Regions from separate parts of the Mus musculus genome. Here region 2 is linked to region 1. A link is a contact called in public Hi-C data. All regions are on one chromosome and are shown on one strand. The core of a region is the stretch at or near the end of the contact, and the rest is flanking DNA. Distances in the headings are between cores, read along the strand shown. Region 1 holds the start of Mtarc2 (mitochondrial amidoxime reducing component 2). Region 2 overlaps Mark1 (MAP/microtubule affinity regulating kinase 1).

What was found. A called contact is a pair of places that touch in the nucleus more often than the background predicts.
Region 2: a Hi-C map of cerebral cortex shows a contact between it and region 1, with 4 times the contacts expected there. The contact joins the enhancer-like site here to the promoter of Mtarc2 in region 1. A contact is called at or near these places in 2 of 484 Hi-C or Micro-C datasets (cerebral cortex and nephron progenitors), 2 of 115 datasets of contacts at active chromatin or transcription factors (both in embryonic stem cells) and 2 of 9 other capture datasets (adipose tissue and pancreatic islet).

What each region holds. Positions count from the first base shown.
Region 1 is chr1:184,844,018-184,848,555 of GRCm38.p6, forward strand. Mtarc2 (mitochondrial amidoxime reducing component 2) reads right to left here and starts at 1,891. Exons shown (of 8, transcript NM_133684.4): 1 at 1,529-1,891. The coding sequence starts at 1,800. It overlaps Gm34451 (a long non-coding RNA gene), which reads left to right and starts at 1,830. Exons shown (of 2, transcript XR_865818.3): 1 at 1,830-2,220.
Region 2 is chr1:184,963,245-184,968,229 of GRCm38.p6, forward strand. All of the region lies in intron 1 of Mark1 (MAP/microtubule affinity regulating kinase 1), which reads right to left. Among named protein-coding and RNA genes, the nearest start is that of Mark1, 34 kb to the right of the region's middle. Within about 2 kb of position 2,582, at least 32 of the 459 cell types and tissues checked have an H3K27ac peak or open chromatin away from gene starts, as enhancers often do. A contact at or near this core is called in cerebral cortex and pancreatic islet, where this site is marked.

The DNA.
Region 1 (4,538 bases), core at 641-3,140:
GGCACACGCCATGCTCTGATGATCTGAGGAAACAGGTCGGTCGGTACTGGTTGCCTGTGAGATACCCCAGGGTTCCTAGGTGAGAGGAAAGATGCTCACATCTGCCTTGCCACCTCTGGTTAACACGGTGGGCCTCAGAACCCCCTGGGTGTTGTACAGTATCCAGTACCAGGTACCCAAGGTCTTCCTGACCGCAGAGATCTTAACCTCCACACTTTAATAAACTCTAAACATCTTTCTCACAATGATCTCGCAGGAAACCATTTCATTATAGCAGAACAATCCCCTGGGGGGATTCTCCATTCTTGGTGATTTCAATTCATTTGGACAGGGATGGGACTCTCGAGGAATGGTAGTATTTTATTTCATTTTATTTCATTTCAGTATATACACAAGTTTTCATATAGCTCAGGCAGGCCTTGAACCCAAATCTACAGCTTCCCTGGAAGTGACCTTGAACTTCTGATCCTCCTGTGTGGAAATGACTGGCATGTGCCACCATGCCTCCCTTGGATGCTGGAGGATAAAATTCAGGGCTTCACGAACCCTTGGCAAACACTCTCTCCTACCAACGGAGCTATATCCCCAGGCCCTCAGTAAATGATAATTTAAACCCAAACCTCCCAGCATTGCAAACATAGGCCGCCAATGAGGAATGGAAAATCCATGAGCGGAATTCCTGATCTATAAATTTATTCTGTAGCAGAACTAAACTCTTTTTTTTTATTCTAACCTCCTTTATTATTATTTCATACCCGTTTGTGACTAGCTCTCTATCGCCATCTACCACAACCCCTCCCTCGCCCCACCCCCGGCAAACCGTGTAATTCTGCTCCTTACTCGTTCAAGTGGTCACCAGAACTAGAGGGAAGGCCCGATGTTCTTGAAAACGCTCAGCCAATGGCATTTTATATTTCTAGTGTCCTACAGTTAGGAGAGCTGTACGGACAGCTGACAGGGGAGTCTCCCCCCCCCCCCCCACCCCCCAGGGTTCCAGGAATGCTCCAACTCAGTTTTCCAAAACTACTTTAGCCAGAAGCACGGGCTTCGCAGCTAAAGGATCAAAGCTCGACAGCCCAGAGAATTCAGGCAACAAGCCTCAGTTCTGTGAAGCCGAAAGGGGTGGGGGCCGAAATCCAGGCGCTCTGTTTCGCTTTAGAGTAAATTTGCATGTGGTAAAACTAAAATTCTCCTCCCGGAAGGTCTCCCCACAGACATATTTGGGCTTGCAAACTTAGATTTCAACTTGAACACGCTCGTCAATGTGCACCGTGCTGTAACTGCTGTCATCTCTTTCCCATATGTGTGTTTCCCAGAAGCAACAAACCCTTACTTTCTAGGTTTGGGGAGAACACAGCTTGCAGTACGGAACTCCTCTCTCGACTTGCTCCAGGCTCAGGCTCACAAAGTTTGCACTCACCGAGGGGCGCCTGGTTCCAGGTCTCACACTTCCGAGCAAGGATAGGCAAGGCCCCACCTCCCTCGCCCCGGCCCATTCGCGCCCGGTGCAGTGCGGGGCTCGGCGTACCTGTCGCGCACTTTGCCACAGCGCAGCCCCATGTCCGTGCACTCGGTCTCACACACCGACACCCCCTTGCAGGACTTGATCGGGTAGATCCAAACCTTCGACACCGTGCCCACCTGCTGCAGCTGCCGGCGCCGCCGGGGACGCGTGCGACGCCAAGCTACGGTCCCCAGCGCCACCGCAGCCAGCCCCAGCGCGGCGACGCCGAGCCAGGTGGACCGCGGCTGCCCAGGGAGGCCGAGGCGAGCCAGAGCCGTAGAGCTGGAGGAACCCATGTTACACTATCCCGGGCAGGCCTGGGCTACTGGGCCGCGGTGTCGAGGCGGGGCTTAAGGCTCCGGGAGTGTGGGAGGAGCCAGGGTTGGCGCAGCCGCACTGCCTGTCAAACTTATGCTGCTCACGTCCAGATCAGTGTCGGCGGAGCCTGGCCCACGCCCATCGCGGGTGACAGCGTGGGGTGGTCACTTTCATTTTACTTTGTCTCTGTCCGCCTTTAAAGTGATCCCTCCCCCCATGACTCTTCAACCTGCTACACTCATTAACCCTTTTGCTTCTAAAAGGAGCACACTCAATTGTGCAAGAAGCTGCTGCACTGAAATGAAGCAGAATGGAGGAATGTTTCCTGGGGACAACTTTGGGATAGGTCTCCCGAAGATCGCGCAACTCTCTGGAACGCTCGGCTTCCATCTCTGCAGGTAGAGACAAAACTACTGGCGCGGCTTCTGGCAGCGTGACCTGAGGTTACAGGTACACCAGCCAATTAAGACAGCGCAAGGAAGGGAAAGGCTGCCAGAGCTTACCACTTGCTGAGGTCCGAATAGAGGACTCTGGTCGACTTTTCTCAGACAACGATCTAAACGGAATCCAAATGTCAGGCTTTGGCTAAGAGATAGCCCCAAGTTCAAGATCACGGTGGGCTATTGATGGCCAGGACCTGTCTCAGAAGCATCAATGATTAACTCATCAGTTGAAAGCCGCTCAACCCATAAAGGTCCTGGCTGCCAACACTGACATCTCGAATTCAGTCCCTGGGAGCCATGTGATAGAAGGGAGGGAACCATTTCTTGAACAAACAGAGAGAGTGGGAGGGAGAAGGAGAGGGGGACTGGGAAGGGGAGGGGAAGACTGAGACAAGAGACACGAGAGAGGAGAGGGTGGGAGGTGTACATGGAGAGACAGAAAGAGGAGACAGGGGGAGAATAAACGCTAAATAAATAAATGGCGAAATGACTCAGTGGTTAAGAGCACCCAGATGGACTCCCAGTACTTACATAGCAGATCGTATCTGTCTGCAATTCCAGTGCCAAGAGACCCCCACTCTCTCTGCCCCCTGCAGACCCCCACTCTCTCTGCCCCCTGCAGACCCCCACTCTCTCTGCCCCCCGCAGATAGCTGGAACACAGGTGGTACTCAGGCATACATGCGGGCAAAAACATCCACATACTTAAAATAAAAATAAAAATTTTAAAATAGCCAAGGGCTTAGAATGTTGAATTCTGCTGCGTGGACAGTCACCAGAGACGACAGACTTCTGCATGGGAGGAAAGACAGGACAGAGCCCCAACCTCTGTAACTGGCAGAGCAAGTGTGTTTGCTTCTGATAGGTGACACAGACTGAGAGAGCCTACCCATGTAGCACGTGTTCCCCCCCCCCTTCTCTGCCCCTTCACTTTCCCTCTGAAAAGCTCAATGCCTACTAGATCTGAGCTCATCCCCACTACAGACACACACTCTGTCAATAGTTACTTGATGGATAAAACCCAGGCTTCACAGTTTAACTGATGTCTGCCATTATTTTGTAAAAATTTCATTCAAGCAGACTACTGGGATAAGAACAGACTTTCTTACATAGGATGGGAGTTGGTTTATTTTTCAAAGGATGGTTCTTTGCATCAAGACATAATCTGTCCAAGGCCTCTTGAGGAGGCCAATCTGTTGTCCCCTCCAAAGTAGGACTAAGCCACCTGCTGGAGAAGAGGTTTTTTTTTTAAGAAAAACATTTGCTTAAACCAGTGTGTGTGCACATGTGTGTGTGCACATGTGTGTGTGTGTGTAGCCACATTTCCACTTACATCTTCATGCATTAGCATCTCATAAGCATCTTAAATCTCTTCCCAGGAGTATGTGTTATATAGTATTATAATGACCTATATATGGGTTACCTACAAATTCTAGAGCACTGGTTCTCAACCGTCCTAATGCTGAGACCCTTAAATGCAGTTCCTCGTGTTGTGGTGACCCCCAGCCATAAAATTATTTCATTGCTACTCATAACTATAATTTTGCTACTGTCAGGAACCACAATGTCAATATCTAATAAGCAGGTGTCTGAAGTGTGGCCCTAATGAAAGGGTCATTTGACTCACAGGTCGGGAACCACTTCTCTAGAGCATGACATTAGTGGGCATAGCGGAGTGGGGGTCGCTCCAGCTGCTCCCTGCCACTTTGCTCTTTTTGTTCCTGATTCTGTAAGGTTTCCAGGCCTCACTCTCTGCTCTGCTCTCCAACATCTTATGTCCCATGCCTGGACAAGCTTCTGTCAGAACTCCATGCCTGTAAAGTCCTGTTGTGGATAGCCCTGGGGCTAGTTATATTTGATGTTAATTCTGTTCTTTTGTGGGTGGTTGTGAACAAAAAATGAGTCAGCACTCAGGAGATTTCCTGTACACCTGCTTCCCATCTTAATTTGTAAAATAAAGGAGAGCTGATGATTGGGCAGATAAAAGGGAAGGCAGAGCAAAAGGTAGAGGGAGAAGGAGAAAATGGAAGAGGGAGAGGATGCAGAAGAGGAGGAAGAAGAAAAGCAGAGCAGAAGCACCTGGCCTGGAGAAACCGCAAGTTCTAAGGGTTCTCTTATATGTGGAAGATGGTAGTGTAGCGGTAGATCTGCCAATCTAGGAGCACAGCATGTATTCATATTAACTGAGTTGTGTTTTCATTGCCAGGGCATATTTGGGTTGGAGATTTACCACAGCAACAGTCCATATTAGAGGCGGGCCTCCTGCCAGGGTAA
Region 2 (4,985 bases), core at 1,332-3,831, 120 kb after region 1:
GCAGACAAGTTCTGTCTCCAGGTATCTCTCTTGAATTTCAGACGTATGTGCTGTCACCTTGACACGTCCACTTGGATGCTTGCCAACAACTGAACCTCGACACACCCCAACCTCACAATTCCTAACGTGATCTCCGTTCCCAGCCCTCCCACTCCGTCACCTCACATCCAGTCTGTCAGGAACTGTAGTTTTACCTTGTAGACACCTCTAACAGCTCTAGCCTGTGCTGTCTCCACACCGCCCTCCCAGCATACTGATAAGCCTCCAACCCTGCCTCACCACTTCCCTCTCTGGTTACTCTTAACCACCGCAGATAGAGTATTTCTCTTTAAAACACACCCTTAGTATCCAACTGCACTCTGGCTTCAGATCCTCACGCACACAGGCTAGCGCAGTCCCCACACCTCAGTACAGACGCTCGCTGTGCAGTGGGCTGCAGTTAGTGCTGAAACTGACAACTGCTCCAGTGCAGTGTCTGTGGAGAGCTCAGCCCCCACGGGAAGACGTGTCTTCTGGGTGGGACAGGACCCTTGAACTCATGAAATCACAGCTCTGGTTGCCTGGACAAGAGCAAGCTAGTCACTATTCCACATGAGGTGGGGAAGGGGCTCCAGAATCTATTGACATTGAGGGCCGCTGGGGGAGGAGCAGTCACTTTTCTGTAAGGGTGTGGCCTCAGGCAGGTCAACCTACTGCAGTGGAACCCATACTCATAAGCACGTGGTCGGCACAAATGAGACTTTGTGGGTTTAAAAATAAATAAATGTAAACAGCTCTATGAGCTTCATTTAAGAATTTTATGTATAATAAAACTCCCACATGTAGAAATGTGAAGTGACTTATATGTAAGTCAAACTTGTTCGCTTTAACACAATATTTAAAATTACAGACAATGGGGCTGAGGAGATGGCTCAGTGGTTAGAGCCCTGGCTGTTCTTGCAGAGGACCTGAGTTCAATTCCAGCACCCACATGGTGGCTCACAGCCATCTGTAACTACAGTTCTTCTGCTTTCCATGGTCATGTGGCACGCATACATACACACAAGTAAAGCATTTATTTACACACATAAAATAAAATAAATCTTTCTGGGTGGTAGGTTCAAGGCCAGCCTGGTTTACAGAGCATGTCCCAAGACAGCCAGGGCTATACAGGGAAACCCTATTGTAAAACAAACAAACAAACAAACAAACAAAAACACAAAATAAATAAATAAATAAATAACAAATCTTTAAAATAAATAAAATTACTGAAGGTGAGACACAACCTAGAGACCCATCGGGGGAATGTGGTTAAATATCCCCATGAAGTAGAGTGCTAAGGAATTAAAGAATAAGATATTCACATGTGCAGTGATATGGCATAATCCCTCACATATACTCAGAAAAGAAAAATCACACGAAGAATCAAATGCTGCCCTGTGTCTCAGGAAGCTTTACATCTGTTCATACCACCACACTTTGGCTTCTGTGGAGAAAGGGTCCAGGACCACCCCACCCATCATCAAAGGCACAAAAGCCCCAGATTCCCAAGTTCCTTCTAGGTAGAATGGTGTCACGTTTGCACACGACTTACCCCATTCTCTTACATCCCTCAATCACCTGTAGGCAGCTTCCAGTACCTGACAATGTAGATGCTGTGCAAACAGTTCCTACATTACACTGCTTAGGGAACAGTAAGAAGGGAAAGTCTACAGACTCCCAGTACAGATGCCATTACTGCTTTTAAAGATTACTTATTTAGAACATTCTTGGTTTAATCCAAGAATACAGGCCACAGATACAAACGGCCAAGTGTATGTGCACAGAATCCCTCTACTTGGTAACTCTAGGTTGGAAAGAAGAGTTTATTGGGAACCCTTTGGACATTAAAACTTCTCATCTGTTTGAATCTATCACCTGTCATCAAAAATACTTAAACTGTTACAAGTAGTTGGTTCCTATCTCCTAAGCACTGATTTCTTGGTAAATTACCAGATCATGCCTGAACTTCCTCACCAAATGCTTACAGACACTTCGTGTGCTGCCATCTGCCATCTTCAGTTTGTAGCAAACTACAAACCATTCAAATCACACTTATGGGACCTGGCACCTAGCACATCACTTCAAAAAAAAAAAAAAGCCTCTCCAGGCAACGGTTTCTTCACCTGCGTGACCAACAACAGTGGCTTTGAGCACAACTGTCTTCCAGTCTGTAGATGGAGACAATCTGTGGTTGGAGGTACAGTGAAGCAGTATGACTTGGTACCAGCCATTGCTGGACCACGGTGGTTACTTCATCTGGCTGCTTCTCCCCCATGCTGTCTGAACTCCCACAGTGAACACAGTATTCTCACAGCTAGGCATAATCCCTCAGACTAGGAAAGCTGCTGCTAGTCCAAGAGCAATAGCAAGAACAGTCACTTAGGGAAACTGACAGTGTCTGTCTTCTGCGCCAGTGCCTGTGTAAACATAACTTTACTTAAGCCTTGTAAGTCTGAGAGGCCGATAGCGTTACCCATTTCAAATGGAAGACAGCAAAAGCTGAGCAAGGAAAACAGATCACCACTGGCCTTGCAGCCAGCAGGTGGCAGTTTCAGCAGCCAGATTCCCATGAGTCTTCCTTACCACAAAGACCTTCACTAAGCCTGCGCTGCTCCTCGAATCTTGCTCCTGCCTTAACGTTAGCAGGCTCTGCGTACTCAAACTCTGTCTTAGGACTCCTTCAGAGCTGAGCATTTACAGAGCGCCCACCTTATCAGCCCTCACCCATGTGGTAAGCCTCACGGGGCTGGACAGAGGCTTTGCCAATAACCAGAAACAACCCGGTCAGAGGAAGAGACCAAAGACCTGACCAGAGTTCGTGAGGATGTGATAGTCTGGTCTGGCATGTCCTCTAAAGGCAGGGATGCTGAGGAGTCTGTCCCCAGCAGATGGCACCACTGGGAGGAGAGAGGAACATGGAGGCAGAACCTGGCTGTAAGGGGAAGGCCCAGGGGCAAGCCCTTGAAAGAGATACTGAGGACGGGTCCTGCACTCGCCTTTAATCCCTGCACTCAGAAGGCAGAGGCAGGCAAAGCTCTGAGTTAAAGGCCAGAGTGGTCTACAGGGTGAGTTACAGGACAGCCAGGGCTACACAGAGAAACCTTGTCTTGAAAAAACAAAACAACAAAACCAACCTACCAAAACAACAACAACAAAAACCCCAACCCCCCAAAATAAAAAAAAAACCAAAGTGTACTGAGACCCTGGCACCTTCCATGTTCTTTCCTTCCCACCCCTTCTCTCTCCCTCCCTCCCTCCCTCCCTCCCTCCCTCTCCTCCCTCCCTCCCTCCCTCCTTCCCTCCCTCCTCACCCTCTCTGTCCTTCTCTCTCTTTAAATCATTTGTGATAGGTGAGAAACTGCTCCATTGTGTCCTCTCTACTGTGGTGTTCTGCCTCACCAAATGACTACAGAGACTGAAACTGAGCCCAAACCTAGCTTTCTCCTTTCAAGATGCCTTTCTGAGGTATTCTGAGGTATTCAGTTGGTTGTCACACCCAACTGAATGCATGGGACGTGCCATCTCACACTGCCCCAAGGACATGTGTAGTCTCTTCTGGCTGTTGCTACAGCGAGAACACTGGGCTGAGGAGTCCTGGGTCCTCTCTGTTCCGAGTTAACAGCAGTTGTCCTAAGTGTCCCCCTCTAGAATAGATCCAACATCAAAGATGTACCACACCTCAATAGACAGCACCCCAAAACTCAGTGTGACAGGGCCAGTGAGCTGGCTCAGTGGATAAAGGGGCTTACCACCAAGGCTGATGGCCTGAGTTGAAGTCCCAGGAACCACAAGGCAGAAGGAGAAAACTGACTCCTACATGTTGACCTCTGACTCCACACATGTGCACACACACTAAATGTAAGTTTAAATTTTAAGTCATTGGAGTCCGCACACAGCCACATGTAAGCATTTTGTCTGCTCCTTTTAACTTACGAACAAATGGAAGTTGTGAATTGTTCTGCCAAAGAGCTAAGAGAGTTCTGTGAAAATGACCTTAGGGACGTCATAGCCCTCAGGAGGACTTGGTACCACTGTTGTTCTAAAGCAGGGTGTGACTAACCAAGGACATCAATGGGCTCCAAGTGACAGAAGAGGCTGAGAAACCTGGATCCCACGTTACAGCTTGAATTTATGCTGTGAGAAAGGAATGGGCAAACATCTCGGTATAAGTAAACTGTATTACTTTCCCCTGAAGTCCTGCTCATTCCCCACTTACAATAGTCTACTGTTAATGACAAGGCCATGGCAAACAACGCTTCACTGAAGCAAAGCTGGAGACTGCGGCACTGGATCCTAAGCCCTGCCACATAAAGCAGGTGTCTCTACTACCGCTCTGTGCTGTCCCGTGTACACACGGGACATGGCTCTTCTCAGAGAAACACGATGAGGGGGAAAACAAAGACCAGTTCTAAAGAAAAGAATGAGAATAAGAAGAGTAAAGTAAGAGTTCTCCTGGAGGTTTTCCCACAAATGTTCTTAAGGAGAAAAAATAGCATTTTAGGCTCAGTTCGAGAGAAAAGTCAAGCATATAAACTGGAGACCCACATTAAGCAGTGCCCATGGAGAGCCAACGCTGCTGCAGAGACAGGCATGGGCGCATGAAATGGTCTGAAACGGTGAAGGACAATGGGAAACCTAGTGTGTTTCCACATGACCTGGCATCAATCTGTGTGTACACAGGGAGCCTGTGCTCAGGCCACCTGGAGACCTTACCAACCTGACGCCAATGAACCCGTTCAGACGGTGTGCTCTCTCTTTCTCTCCCTCCCCACCCCCTCTCTCTTTTTCTCCCTCCTCTCACTATGCATACCTGGCTATCTAGGAAATATGTGGATCTGGTTGGCCTTGAATTCTGCCTTTCAAATGCTGGGATTAAAGTCATGTCACCACAGCTATCCAGTGTGTATTTGTAATCAATGAACCATCCTGCAGTTCCTAGCACAGGTCTTTAGGTAGGGAACTGT